Linked DNA regions of Mus musculus: regions 2 and 3 are each linked to region 1. A link is a contact called in public Hi-C and HiChIP or PLAC-seq data. All regions are on one chromosome and are shown on one strand. Each heading gives the region's core, a stretch centred on a gene start, on an enhancer-like site or on the middle of the called end of the contact. The rest is flanking DNA. Distances are from core to core; before and after follow the strand shown. Region 1 holds the start of Pinx1 (PIN2/TERF1 interacting, telomerase inhibitor 1). Region 2 holds the start of Gata4 (GATA binding protein 4). Region 3 holds the start of Neil2 (nei like 2 (E. coli)).

Region 1 (4,674 bases), core at 1,987-4,486:
GGGCTAGCTGGAGCAGTGCTGGAGAGCTCGCCTGCTCTGGTGCTGTGGATACGTGAAAGTCAGGGGGCTGACCAGCTCAGCCACTACCCTGGCCTGGATTTGAGTTGGAGCTGCAGGATCTCCATGACACAGGACAACAGCAGGATAACCAGGAGTCCCAATGAGGATCTAATATTGATGGTGTCACAGAAGCCAGAGGTCTGGAACCAGACCACTGACTCACTGCAATAAACATTTGCAAGTGAAGATGTGTGGACAGCAGGACATACTGGGAATACACTGTGACACACTACAGCTTCAGTGATGATAGGTTGTCTATGTGTGGCTTGTATTGTTTGTATGTGTTTTATTTTTTGGGGGGGGAGAGGTTGTATGGCGAAGGAGGGGACAAGGAGATGAGTGGGACTGGGGTGCATGATGTGAAACTCACAAAGAATCAATAAAAAGTTGAAAAGAAAAGAAAAGAAAAAGCTGAGTCTAAGAGAACAAAATCTGCCTACTGTCCCCAAGTAAGGCCCCAAATCTTTTATACACATTTCAACACTTACTATTTAAGGTACTGGTAAGATGGAGACTCATGTAGCACCCAAGTTAACCTTAAATTTTAGCAGGCTGGAGCGATGGCTTAGCAGTTAAGAGCGCTGGCCGTTATTTCAGAGGACCAGGGTTCAATTCCCAGCACCCATATAGCAGCTCAAAACTGGCTATAATCCAGTTCCAGAGAATCTGACACCTCATACAGGCAAAACACCAATGCACATAAAATAAAAATCTTTTTTAAAATGTTTTTAATTTAAAAAATTGCTATATAGCTAAGGTACCTTCAAATTCTGATCCTACTGTCTCTATCTCCCAAGTCCTGGCATTATGAGTGTGCACCACCATGCCCAGATCAACTTACATTCTAAATTCACAATACACAAGTCATTATGGCCTTAGAAAGAATCAATTGAACATCATGGTTAACAGATGATACATCTCTGCTTATTCAACACCATCATGGATTCACTTAGCCTCCAGAACCATCTGTGGCACTTCACATACCACTTGCACTGTGCTGTTTATACCCATCTTCCCTCCCTTAAGTGTCATAATCAATCCTTCATCCTTACACCTCATTACAAGGAAGATAAAAAACACTCTGTCCATAGTGGCACCTGATAAGGATGCATGGATACATAAAGGAGTCTGGTAGGAGAGAAGTAAAGGAAGAAAGGAAAAAGGAATGAATAGCTGAAATAAGGGGAACGGCCCTGGGTTTCAGGTAAAGCTTTCTCCGAAATGAATATAAATAACTGGTCCCTAAGAACTCAAGCTTATCACTGTAGCTTTATTGTCTGCTATCTGAGACAGTCGGGCTCTGTAGCCTAGGGTGGCCTTGAACTGGTAACCATCCTCCACCACTTGGCAGGGATCACAGGCATGAGCCATCACATCTGGCTTCACTATTACAAATTTGAGGAAAAACTATGACCCACTAGGTCAATAGAACATGAATCTGAACCTAAAGGTGAGGCCAAGTAAGAAATCCGGAGATTGAATGTCATTACTGCTAACCCATGGCATTCATTGAAGCACACTAACATCAATGGCCTCAAAACTGAAAAAGATCACAACATCTACTCAAAAGAGCTCACTGTGTTGCACGTAAAATCAGTAGGGATCCTTATCTATAAACACCCCAGCAAAACCAAGAAACACTATAAGCATGCAGGCCGGGGGTGGGGGAGGGCACCACAAAGCAAACTGAGTTGTGGATTCAAATTTGCAGTGCTATACCTGGGGAGGGAAAGCTGATCCAAAAACTTGTTCCATAGATACCAGCTCAACAACCTGGTATATAATATACTCAGCACAACACTGTCTTGCTCATGAGCACAGCAAAGACAGCCATATTAACCAGTGCTCTGCATGTGTGTGTCAGACCCATGTGTGGAGAATGCCTGCCAAGGGTTGCTGACCAAGGTTTGTAAGGAGCCCGCCTCTCCCCTAAGAAAGGCATCCCTGTCACATACTGACCCAAGATGCACTGCCCTGCTGCATAAAGAACTGGCTGTCAGGTCACTTGTTCATCCTGTATACCACTGACATTCCAAACTAGATTCATCCAGTTACCTCACTAAAATCTTTAAAGCCTGGGTGAGGCAGAGACTAGTTCATTTTCATGGAAGTAGAGACCAGGTGAACTGCCAGGAAGAGGGATCTACCTAGAAAGAGCAGTTTCCAGTCTATAACCTATTGAGCTGCCTTCAGGAAAAGCAGTGTGCTCCACTAAAACATGCTTTGTTCTAAAACGCCACAGTGACTTTTTTTGTTTGTTTGTTTTGTTTTTTCGAGACAGGGTTTCTCTGTGTAGCCCTGGCTATCCTGGAACTCACTCTGTAGACCAGACTGGCCTCGAACTCAGAAATTCGCCTGCCTCTGCCTCCCGAGGGCTGGGGTTAAAGGAGTTCGCCACCACTGCCCGATAGACACGATGGCATCTTTTAAAAAAGAAAATAATATGTTTATGTTCTTTGATAGCTACACAACTTCCAGGAAAAGTTAAAAGCCAGTTCTTTGTGAGCATCACACGACTGCCAACTGGTGGCAAGAATCCATAGCTACACGTAGTCTCATTCAGGAACAAAGTAGCTTCTGGGGAGGGAATTAGTGGACTTCAGAGGCTAACCACAGCTACTATCTCTCAGTCTCGATTAAAACCATTCATCAGCCTGCACTCCGGTCAAGAACTTATCACTGCCTGACACTTGTAATCCTTCTGCTTTTTTCCTCTGGGTCCAATACATTTTGGACAGTTGGAATTCAGGGCCTGAAGCGATGCTATGGGACCTATCTTTGTGAAACCCCAGGACACTTGGTTCGAGCCTGGAAAAGTGAAAGAATCTCCAGGAACAACAGTCTGAGACTCGGTGTCCTGAATGTCGGAATGCACGCGTGCGCGCACGACCCGAGCCTTTAGTACCAGGAACTGAGTCTGCGGGACGTTGCTGTTCTCTGTCCCTCGCGGGCCCGGCAGTCACTGCTGTCCCCACTCGGGCCTGAACACCCGCGCCCCCGTCATCCCATCACCCGGTCGTCCAGCTCGGCAGACACTCACGCTCTGCTAGCATCGACATTGTCTCAAGTTTGTCGAACGCTGCCTCTGGCCTGACGCCCAGCGGTTATGAGGAACCTGAAGCGCGGTTAAGGAAGAAGCCGGCTCGGAAAGCACGCCGGGTGGAGAGCTTCGCTGGGGCGCGTACTACTGACGTCACCACGCGCGACTCGCTACCAACTGCATGAAGCGGAGGGGCGGACCCGCCTTGGGGGACTGAGGCACAGATTCTTTCTAGGGCTGGGGCAGAGCTGGTTCGTGCGCAGTTCGCAGTTTAACTCTGAAAGCGGGTGTGCAAGCAACCTTAGAGTTGTCCGGGGTTCTGTGAACCATGGGTACATTTAAAGAGCTGGAGAGACGGCCGAAGAGGAAGGTATTGGCACTGGAAGGGACCTATGCTCTTCACACTCTACCTCTGCCCATTGTGGGATGCTGAGAGAGGAGGGAGGGAGGGAGAGAAGGCAGAAACAGCCACCTAGCTGGCAAAGTCAAATGAAACACCGTGGTTTTGTGCTTAACGGCCGGCCGAGAAATGTTAACTCTTTCGTGGTCTTCGCTGTGACAGACTTAAATCCCAGAGGCCTTTCCCAGTTCCATCGCTCTCCCTGGCATTTTTGCTCAATGCGTCCTGTCACATTCTGTTCCCTCTTTTTGCTGTCCTGTCTCCTCCAAAGGTGTGACCTCAGCTATCTCCCACGCTGTTTATTTGCCCTTTTTTCCTCTAGCCTCTCCCTTCAACGTCCCTTTCTTTGTCAAGGCTTCGACTTCCAAATAGACCTTAGCTTTTCTCAAATCTTCTTTGTTTAGCCATGCCTTCAGCACCGGCCAGTGCCCTTACCTTCCAAAGGCTCTTCTTCCCTCGTTTTGTCTTTCCTTAGGAAGGTCACATCCATTTTTCATCAGACCTAACAAGATACCATGTAGACCCCCGATGCACTCAGGGCAACTCTTCTATGATGCAGTGTGCTGGTGAAATAGGGCTGTGCTGGAGGACCTGAGAATCAGGCATGACTGTCACGTTTACCTACCTGTAAGATGAGGACATTGATAGCCCCCAGCCAAGAATGATTGTGTACTTGACCACCAATTATTAACAAGAAAGAAGAGGCAGTAAATGTGACCGTGTGGCAATGGGGCTGGGTCTGACCAAATCACCTACTTAGGATATCTGGGCTTTGCCCCAAATCCTTTCCCTTTCCCTGGGCCAGGGTTCCTGTTCTAGATAACCAAGCCCAAGCCCAGGTAAACGGTGAGCTTTAAAGAAGGAGGGCACACAGGAGCATTTCCTCACATTCAGTGAGGACACCAGCTTTGATGTATGACCCCTCACTCCTCTCTAAAAGATCTTTACAGGACAAGGCAGATTCACCAAAGAGTAGAATTCCTGGTGAGTGTCCCTGGATCACAGCATCAGCTACCTTTGAAAGTCTTTGTCCTTTGTTTGTTTGAAAACATCTTTGGGGAGCATCGTAAACTTCTATTGTCCATTAACCCCAGTTTAAGAAGAATTGGAGGAGCAAGTGTGGAGAGGACAGAAAGGAAAGTATGCAATCCACGCAGCCCTGGAGTCTGAAGCA
Region 2 (4,334 bases), core at 464-2,963, 620 kb after region 1:
TGCTCACCAGGTAGTTGAGGGTTTCTTGTAAAATAAAGCAAGGGCCACGCCATTCTCTGCATTCATCCGAGAGTCTCAGAGGAGATGTTGTGGGAGGGTTCCTTGATGCTCAGCGATGGCCTCTGAAATCCTCAGAATACCATCCCTAAAACTTTACCAGATCTCGAACCTGCAGGCCCTGATTCTGACTGGCATTGTTTAGGATTGGGGGGGGGGGCTGGAGAAGGGACCCTAATCATGGGGCCCCAGCTTCCGGGGCGCCCAAGGGCTCAAACTGGCGGCACCCGGGGCTACTTCGGTAAATCAAGCCAGAGTGCGGGCAGCTCAGCACCCCTGACGGGCCTCAGTTTTCTCTCCTCTAGAGCCGCTCTGGACCTCGGGCCCCTTCGGTTTGGAAAAGAGAATTCCCCCGGCGCAGCCGTGCTCAGTCCTTCCTCTGGGATTTTCCTGAGATCCCCACGGGTTGGCCAAAGTCCCACGGGTTTTCCCTTTCAATTGGCTCGGCGTCCCAGCCTGTTCCTAGCGCCTGGGTTGCTTTTGCACTGGCGGGGCAATAGCAATAGCAATCTGCAGTCAGTCCTCGAACTGCGGGAGCCGGTGCCATCCCGAGCCTTCTCGGGCTGCACAGGGTTCTTACCAGGTGGTATTCCAGCCCTCTCCTGACCCCTCTAATCTTGTATTGGAAACCGGTGCCGGGGAGAGAAATGAGGGCTTAAAAGAAGAAAAAAAAAAGTTTAGCCCAAAGCGCGAGAGCCACCAGAGAGCTGTTATCTGCAGCTGAAGGCTGTGGTAATCGATGGGTTATTTTTACGCGGTAATAGGGCCCTGTGATTGCTCTATTAACCTTTAGACCTGTCTGAGGGACTCTCCCCTCACAGCTCCACTGCGCCAGGGCCTACAGGCACTGACGCCGACTCCAAACTAAGGTCTGGCACCCTCCCTACCCCCACCCTAGGGAAGGAACTACAGTCCTTGAATGGGCTCTAAGGTTAGAGACCAGGCTCCCCACCCCCACTTCATCCTTTTGATTGGACCCCAGTCGGTGAGGGCTACAGGGAGTGATGAGAAGGGACGGGAGACCGCAGGAGTGGGAAGAAGTGTCGGCGGCGAGGGGTGCGCGTTTTGTATAAATACATAAACTCCTGGGCTGGTGGAGGTTCTCGGCGCCTTGCAGTCTCCACCGGCTCGTGGGAAGGAGAAAAGAGCGCTTGCGTCTCTAGGCACTGACCTTAAGGGCCAGTTCAGGTTTTAGTGCCTCCTGACCCTCTCCCGAGCTCACTTCAAGGGCCCCGTAGATCTGAGGCTAGCAAGGCATCCCGGGTGACCCAGTGCCCCACCGGCGACCATGAGCCCAGTGTGCGAGGTCACCTTCTCCTCTACCAGCCCCGCCCCTTGAACAGGGCGCTGGACGTGGACCACTGAGAGTAGGGAGGAAAGAGAAGGAGAATAAACACGATCCTTGGCAGAGCAGCAAACCGCAAGGACGTCGGGCTGCACTGAGGGCAGAACGGAGCGCCCGGCACTGAGTGCTTTCCTTCCCCGAGAGTTCCGCGCGCATGGACTTTGCCTGTTGGGGGAGCTTTGGGAAGAGTCCTGCGGGCGGGCGCCGGGCGGAGGTGCTGCCGGGTCCGGGCTCCCCCGCCCCCGCCCTTGCACGTGACTCCCTTAGGCCAGTCAGCGCAGGCGATCGCTACGCGGGGGCCCGGGGAACCGCGCCGGGAGCAGGGGACAAGCCGGAGGCCCGCAGAGTGGCCGCCCGAGGCTCAGCCGCAGTTGCAGCTCCGCGGACTCACGGAGATCGCGCCGGTTTTCTGGGAAACTGGAGCTGGCCAGGTAGGGTTCCCCGAGTCCCTGCTCTTTTCCGGGGCAGGAGAAACTCACAAGTCCGCCGCCCTAGTTTGCCTGGAATAGGGAGGTAGGTAGCTGGGAAAGGAGACGCCGGTCACTCCAGTGCCCCCAGATTGGCTAAAAACTGCTCCGCTTTTGACTTTGGCCTAGCGAGGACTATTAAATCAAGTGAGACTGATTAGCAGCAAAAACTGATGGGTGCTGGAGAGGTGCGTTTGGATTGTTTGGGAGGGAACATGAATCCTTTTAATCCGTCCTGTTTGCAGATTCTCCAACTCTGCCTTCCATCCCACTGGCCAGGGCCCGTGTAATCTCTCTGACCGACTGACCCTGGACAGGCCGCATAGCCCACACTTTGGGGTGCAGATAGGATAGTGTCTCCAGCCTGCCACGCAGGGAGTGCAGAGTGGCAGTGGCAGGCAGCCCTGGGACCTGGGGGAGGGCTGGAGGCCCTTGGAGATAGGCTCGGAAACTTGCGGATCTCTTCTGCTTTCTGTCCAACCTCCTCAAACTCCTCTAGGGCTCAGGAATTGTGTGTGTTATGCACTGCTGAATACTACCCACATACACCGCTTTCGGGGAGAAAGCGACCCAGGGCCAAAACCCCGGCGGAAATCAGGGATAGTCTTGGGTAGTCGGCTCAAGCTCCCCTGATTCACGTATTCTATCGCTTGGATGTGACCCGGGAGAGTTGGCAGTTGTTACTCTTGGGGAAGAGATGTCTGGGTGATGAACTTTCACCAGGTGGAAGGAAAGAGGGGCTTTTCGGTTGAAAGGAAGAGGATAGTGAGGGACCCGAGGCAGTAAAGGATCCGGGGAAATAAGGCCGCGCTGCTGGGAAGCACCTCGGGAATTTATTTCCTGTACCTTTGGAAAAGGAAGGCAGCCAGGAAGGACGCTTCGGACATTAGAAGAAAGAAAGGTTACCTGGGGAGATTACGGAGGGTTAGTGTATAAGTTGGTTAGTGACCATTCTCAGTGTGGCGGGGACCGGAGAGACCCGCGGGAGCCTAAAGGAAAGACCTGTAAAAAGACACATTCCAGCGCGGTGTATTTTCTGACTCTCAAAAACAGGTTCCAGAAAAGCTGTGGACTAAATCCTGAAAAGAGAAATAATTTTCTTTCTGTTGGGGAACTTGGGATGAACGTTGTAGGGTGATTTGAAAGAGAGAGAAAAGTCTAGGCCAGGCCGGACTAGACTTAAGTGAAAAGATGGAGGTTACTGGGCCCCAGATCATAGATAGGCAAGAATCCACCCAGGAGAATGGTTTCTGGCCTTTCCAGAAAAGAGGGATATCTTCTCCACCTTCTATTGTTCTAGAAATTCAACATCAGGTTAAAGCATCACTCATTTGAAACTTCAGAGAGCTTCTGCCCACAAGCCTGCGATCCCAAACGGATTTAGTGCTTGCAGTTTTTCAGGCTTGCACATTAACACCACACGTATACTGTAAGTTAGATTACAGAATTCTAAATCTCTTCTTTTAACTGCTGTTAGTCAAGAAAAGAAAACGTGTATTACCTTAAAAAAATAACTTCCTGAGTTGACATTATAGAAAGTGTAATTAATTAGGACAACTACTTGACTTAAAAATTGAATGGTGGATTTTTTTTTTAATCAATGTAAATCTGCATAGTTGCTTATCGGAGTCCAGAGATTTCCAGAAAGTTTAAAACTTTATGCCTTTCTTTTTAAAGGGAAAAGTTGGTGATCTTAGGTCAAGTTTCTTGTATCCATCCTCCAGCCAAATTTGCTAGGAGGAAATGTCCAACCACTAAGCCGACAGTTTATTGTATTGCTAGAAGGAAATATTCAACCACCAAGCTGGTAGTTTATTGCACATTTTGAAGAAGTAAATATAAAACAATTTATCAGTCACCGTGTGACCGCACACTTTGTCATGATTTCCTTGTTGCTAGAGATGATGCAAAGATGGGGGAAACATTAGTGCATATACTAAATGCCCAATTCCAGAATTTTACAGTAATAAAGATGATGATTTATCGTAAGTATAAATTACATCCCAGGTACTCTCTTGTGGTGTAACCTGGAGATCTGCATTCATGGCTGTTGAATCATGTGTGTGCCTAAGGCTTCTAAGATCTGGTCATGAATGTTTTGTGTGTATTGCATTATAATACAGCCATAATCCTCCAATGACTGTAAGACACCTATAATATTTGCACTTTACAGATGAGGGACTGAAGTGTCGAAAGTTATTTATTCAGGAAGGGGACAGGCCCCAGGGTTTGTATCTAGTTCATTTAATATTACTGCAGATGCATCACTGACTAAAATAGAAACCAATCAAAAGTAGCTGCCTCTTCTCAAGGGGAATTGCAAATACTCAAAGTCCTCCAGTGCCCCACTTCAAGTGTCCGTTGATCTTCAACAAGTTTCACCTATACTGCAGTCTTGTCTTCAGTGAAACAATGAATGTAGACACCTTTACTTAATAGAGGTTCAGAGAGGAAGGATTGGAATT
Region 3 (4,177 bases), core at 298-2,797, 670 kb after region 1:
CTGTATCCTGCAGAAGATGTGAGTCTCCCAAGATGCCAGATACCGAAAGTGGGAACACATGCCCCGGTCCTTATATACACAAAAAGAAGGGACCCCCTCCTGCAAATGTCGCACCTTCAAGCTCACCCTCTGCCTTGAGGGGAGCTTTGTACCTCTGAGATACTAGAGGCCTCCTCTCCTTACTTCCTATTCTTGCCCTACAGTCAGCGATATGGTAGAAGGCTAGCTGAACCCCTCCTTGAAGCAGGGCTGTCTCCCCCATGCCGGCCAAGTTCAGAGACTGACACCTTAGCCACTTCCGAAGGCCACGGAGTTCACCAAAGGTCTCTTGACATCCTGTACAGTGCTGGCTCCAACCGTTCTTGGCGACCTATTTTTTGAATAACCTGGTATCATCTTTAATCTCTTAAGAAAACACTTCAATACACAACGTTTTAAAAGCGTATAGTATAAACTCAAAGATGATTAAAATAATACAAAGCAAAAGTAAATAAATCTCACTCTTTAAAAGTGTTACAGGCCAGGTGTGCTAGCCGTGTTTAAAAATCCCAGTACTAAAGGAACTAACTTTGTCGGTTCATGCACGAGTTCAGGACTAGCCAGGCTTTGTCTCAAAAATACAAAACCCATACAAAAAAACCTTCGCGAAGGGTGTGGAGAAACTGAAATGTCTGCCTTGGCCTGAGCCACTCAAGACCTTTGGATTCTGAGCGCTTGCCTATTCTCAGTACCAGTCCACTCTTTCCCAGGCAAGCCTGGGAGAGGAAACGGGGAGACTTGAGATGGGGAGGGATAACTCAGAGGTATGGTGACTCTGGAGGGTAGGCGAAGGTGCTCCCAGAGTTATTTCCCAGAGAAAGAGCTTGAATCACGGTGGTGGTTTCAGGAGGGGAGAGGGAGGGGGCGATGGTAGGGGTGGGGAGACAGAGAGATGAGCCTCCAGTGGTCACCCCGGGAAGGAGACCGCAACATCCCTCCTACTTGCAGGGGGAGCCCAAGTAGAGATGCCTCCATCACCCATCCCGAAGTGAACCCCCACCTGCAGCGCCTCCAGGGAAGAAACCTGAAGCTCCTCATCAGGGATGTACCCCACCTTCAGCATCTAACAGGAGAGGAATCCGCAGCTCCCCACCCACCTCCAAGACCAGCTCGGCCCGGGGGAGGAGCCCTTGAGTCCAGGAAGTAGCTTCCGGTCCCCTCCGGGGAGGAGCCAGCGGAACCCCAGCTACCGGGCTACGGACCCCGTGCGCTCCAATGGCTGAACTCGTCCTCCCCGCCCTGGTCTGGAAGGCGCAGGTGGATGGTGACTCCTGCTGCGACTGCTGGGAGCGTACATCTTCCCGGGACCCACCTGGGGCTGCGTCAGCCTCCTCCCTGCCCTCTGTAGCCCACACGTGCACGTAGTTAACACTTGTTTTCACAGAAAAATTAAGCAGTGTCTCTTCTGGACATGCGCAGCCTGGTTGTAAGTTTGTTTTTGTTGATCACGTTGCCTTCCGACTCCCTGAGCCCTCGTGACCCTCATGTGTTCCCTCCCCCTTCGGAAGGGTTAGGAAACGCTGTGGCCTAAGACTTTCTCCTGGCTCCTGGAGAAAAGGGACCACGTCCTGCGCAGCCTGGCCACCTCACCCTAGCGACGAAGCCCAAGGTTCTCTCTCATCAGCTCTTCCCATTCTTTTCCTGTCCATCAAACCATACCTAGGGGCGGAGAGTTGTTTGTCTGTTTTGAGACAGGGCCTCTGTGTAGTTGTGTGGCTGGCCTTGAGGGATTAAAGGCTTGCCGGAGAGATTTAAGATTAGGGCTGCATGCTGCATCATACTGGCGGTATTTTCCAGAACTTTCTCTGCCGGTAGCCAGGAAGACTGAACTTAGAGGTGGTTAGGGTACCAGTGCCTGGCAAGCTGGCTTCCAGCCCGGCAGCTTTCCCTGAAGGTCAGAGTAGGTGAACTGTTACCACATTTCCGAGTGTGTGAATGGGAATCTAAGCGCAAATGAATTTAGTTAAGCATCGTTGAGGCCGTAGCCCAGTTGGTAAAGGGATGCTTGCAAGATGCCCTGGGTTTGAGCATAAACCAGGGGTTGTGATGTGCTGGAGACCACTCATACACAGTGGCCTCTAGGCCAGCTTGGCATTTGAAATATAGGCAAACCTGTCTCAAGATAGAAAGAAAAATCGCATAATTGATTGTGTTATTTATGAAGCTACGAGAATTTTCAGGATGTCTGGGGCATCCTGATTCTTCGATTAAAGTATATTTTAAATGTCTTAGTAGGGAGGAAGTTGTATATGGCTCACACTTGGGAGACTGAGGCAGAAGGATTGTTCAGAGTTCAAGACCAGCCTGGGCTACAGAGTGAGGCTTAACAGCCACCCTGGCTTTTAGAAACACTGCAATAATAACTACCCGCTGTATGCCTTTGTTGATTTTTACCTCAATTTATGAGCGTGGTGTTGGTAAGTGGCGGGTGAGGTTAGGTAGAGCTTTGAGTGGGGGATGGGAGGACAACGCCTGCTCAGTAAAGTCTGGGTGTAGGCTACCCAGGCGATCTCATCCTGGTGGCTCCCGGTGACTTTGGATGGTTGAGGACAGAGAGGGGAGGGGTGACGTGTAGACCTGCCTGGCTGCTGTCTACTTGTCATGCTTCCGAGTTCTGCCAGCACTGTGGTTACAGATAGAGAACCATTTCTAGAGATCACATAACTAGTTCCGATCTCCTTTACCTGAGGTGGTCCCGAGAGAGCCAGATCCAAGTATGGATCAGTCAGAAGAGAGTTGGAATGAACGTTTGAGGACAGCTAGGACTACGTAGTTTCAGCTCACCTAGAGCTATGGAGTAGCAAGACTCTGTCTTAACCAACCAAACAAGGAGTGGCTGACCACTGAGGTGGCAGCACCTTCGAAGTAGACAGTACCTGCTACGTGACATCTAGCACACTATAGTGATTAGTATTTGCTGTGTGGTTAAGGCTGAGGGGCCAGGAAGAGAAACCATTGCTGAGAAGCCCTTATCCCTTTCCCAGCTCAGTCTTCTCTGAGGTTTGACCCTCCCCCCCCATACACACACACACACACCACACCTCAGTTCAGCTGGTTTTTGGCATCTATATTCTTAAAGTGGGTGGCCCAAACTCACTCCTTGGGGTGCCACACTGGTCATCAGACATGCTGGGCTAAGGGAAGGCCAGGCTAAGTCAGGGGTCTCCTTTGTAGCTTTCTACCGGCAGAGATGCCAGAAGGGCCATCTGTGAGGAAGTTTCACCATCTTGTCTCCCCCTTTGTGGGCCAGAAGGTGGTCAAGACGGGGGGCAGCAGTAAGAAGCTCCACCCTGCCGCCTTTCAGTCTCTGTGGCTCCAGGATGCTCAGGTGAGTCTTGCTTCCCCAGGTCTCACACAGCTGTGCTGGTTCACCCCACCTCCCCTGGAGACATGTAGCCTTGAAGATGGCTAGTGGTATCCTTTCTTTAAGCATTGGACAGCCACGCTAGGACTGCATGTGGCCTTGCTCTTGGTGTGACATATCCTGTCACAATGGACTGGGGGCTGTGAAGAATGTCTGAAAAGGATGGACCTGATGACCCCACGCAGGATCAGAAGAACTCTTTTGACTTATGTGCGTCTTCGATGCGGTGCCCCGGGTCCCCGTAAGCCAGCTGTGACGTAAGGGCTGGACACTGTCAAGGATCTGAATTCAGACCTCGTCCCGAGTGGGAGAATTCCTCCAGGGCACTCAGGGACTCCCGTGGACCGACCCCTGCCCCAAGTTGTTCTTTGCTCGCACTAGTTGCCTGCAGCCTAGTTAATGCTTACCCAGGGTGTGGCCATGTTTCCCCTGCTTGGGCACATTGTTCTGTTGTTCTTCAATTCTGTTACCACTCCCATCTCTTCAGTTTACCATGGTAATTTTAGTCTCTCTTCAGATGCCACTGTGCCATCCTGTCCTGCCTTGCCTGCTTTACACTGGCTGAGAGATGAGTCCTCTGTCCTTCTGGGATAACCTCTACTTCCTCCTGTTGCATCCTTATTGCTAAGCCCGTCTTTCACGTTGAGTGGGGAGACAGGAACCGGGCAGGACTGGCTGTACTCTGGTATTCCTGCTTAGCTATGAGGATCTGCATGGAGGAGATGTGGGGTGAATTCTGGACAGTGATGTGTGGTCTCTGCTGCTGCTGCTGCT

What was found. A called contact is a pair of places that touch in the nucleus more often than the background predicts. HiChIP or PLAC-seq counts read pairs in DNA pulled down with a chosen protein or histone mark.
Region 2: a contact with region 1 is called in an H3K27ac HiChIP or PLAC-seq map of extraembryonic endoderm stem cells. The contact joins the promoter of Gata4 here to the promoter of Pinx1 in region 1. A contact is called at or near these places in 1 of 115 datasets of contacts at active chromatin or transcription factors (extraembryonic endoderm stem cells) and 1 of 9 other capture datasets (embryonic stem cells).
Region 3: a contact with region 1 is called in a Hi-C map of CD4 T cells, with 5 times the contacts expected there. The contact joins the promoter of Neil2 here to the promoter of Pinx1 in region 1. A contact is called at or near these places in 4 of 39 promoter capture datasets (cranial neural crest, embryonic stem cells, hippocampal neurons and 1 more), 2 of 484 Hi-C or Micro-C datasets (B cells and CD4 T cells) and 1 of 115 datasets of contacts at active chromatin or transcription factors (embryonic stem cells).

What each region holds. Positions count from the first base shown.
Region 1 is chr14:63,858,874-63,863,547 of GRCm38.p6, reverse strand. Pinx1 (PIN2/TERF1 interacting, telomerase inhibitor 1) reads right to left here and starts at 3,236. Exons shown (of 7, transcript NM_028228.3): 1 at 3,101-3,236. The coding sequence starts at 3,119.
Region 2 is chr14:63,242,650-63,246,983 of GRCm38.p6, reverse strand. It overlaps Gata4 (GATA binding protein 4), which reads left to right and starts at 1,713. Exons shown (of 7, transcript NM_008092.4): 1 at 1,713-1,833.
Region 3 is chr14:63,190,895-63,195,071 of GRCm38.p6, reverse strand. Neil2 (nei like 2 (E. coli)) reads left to right here and starts at 1,547. Exons shown (of 5, transcript NM_201610.2): 1 at 1,547-1,648; 2 at 3,214-3,367. The coding sequence starts at 3,230.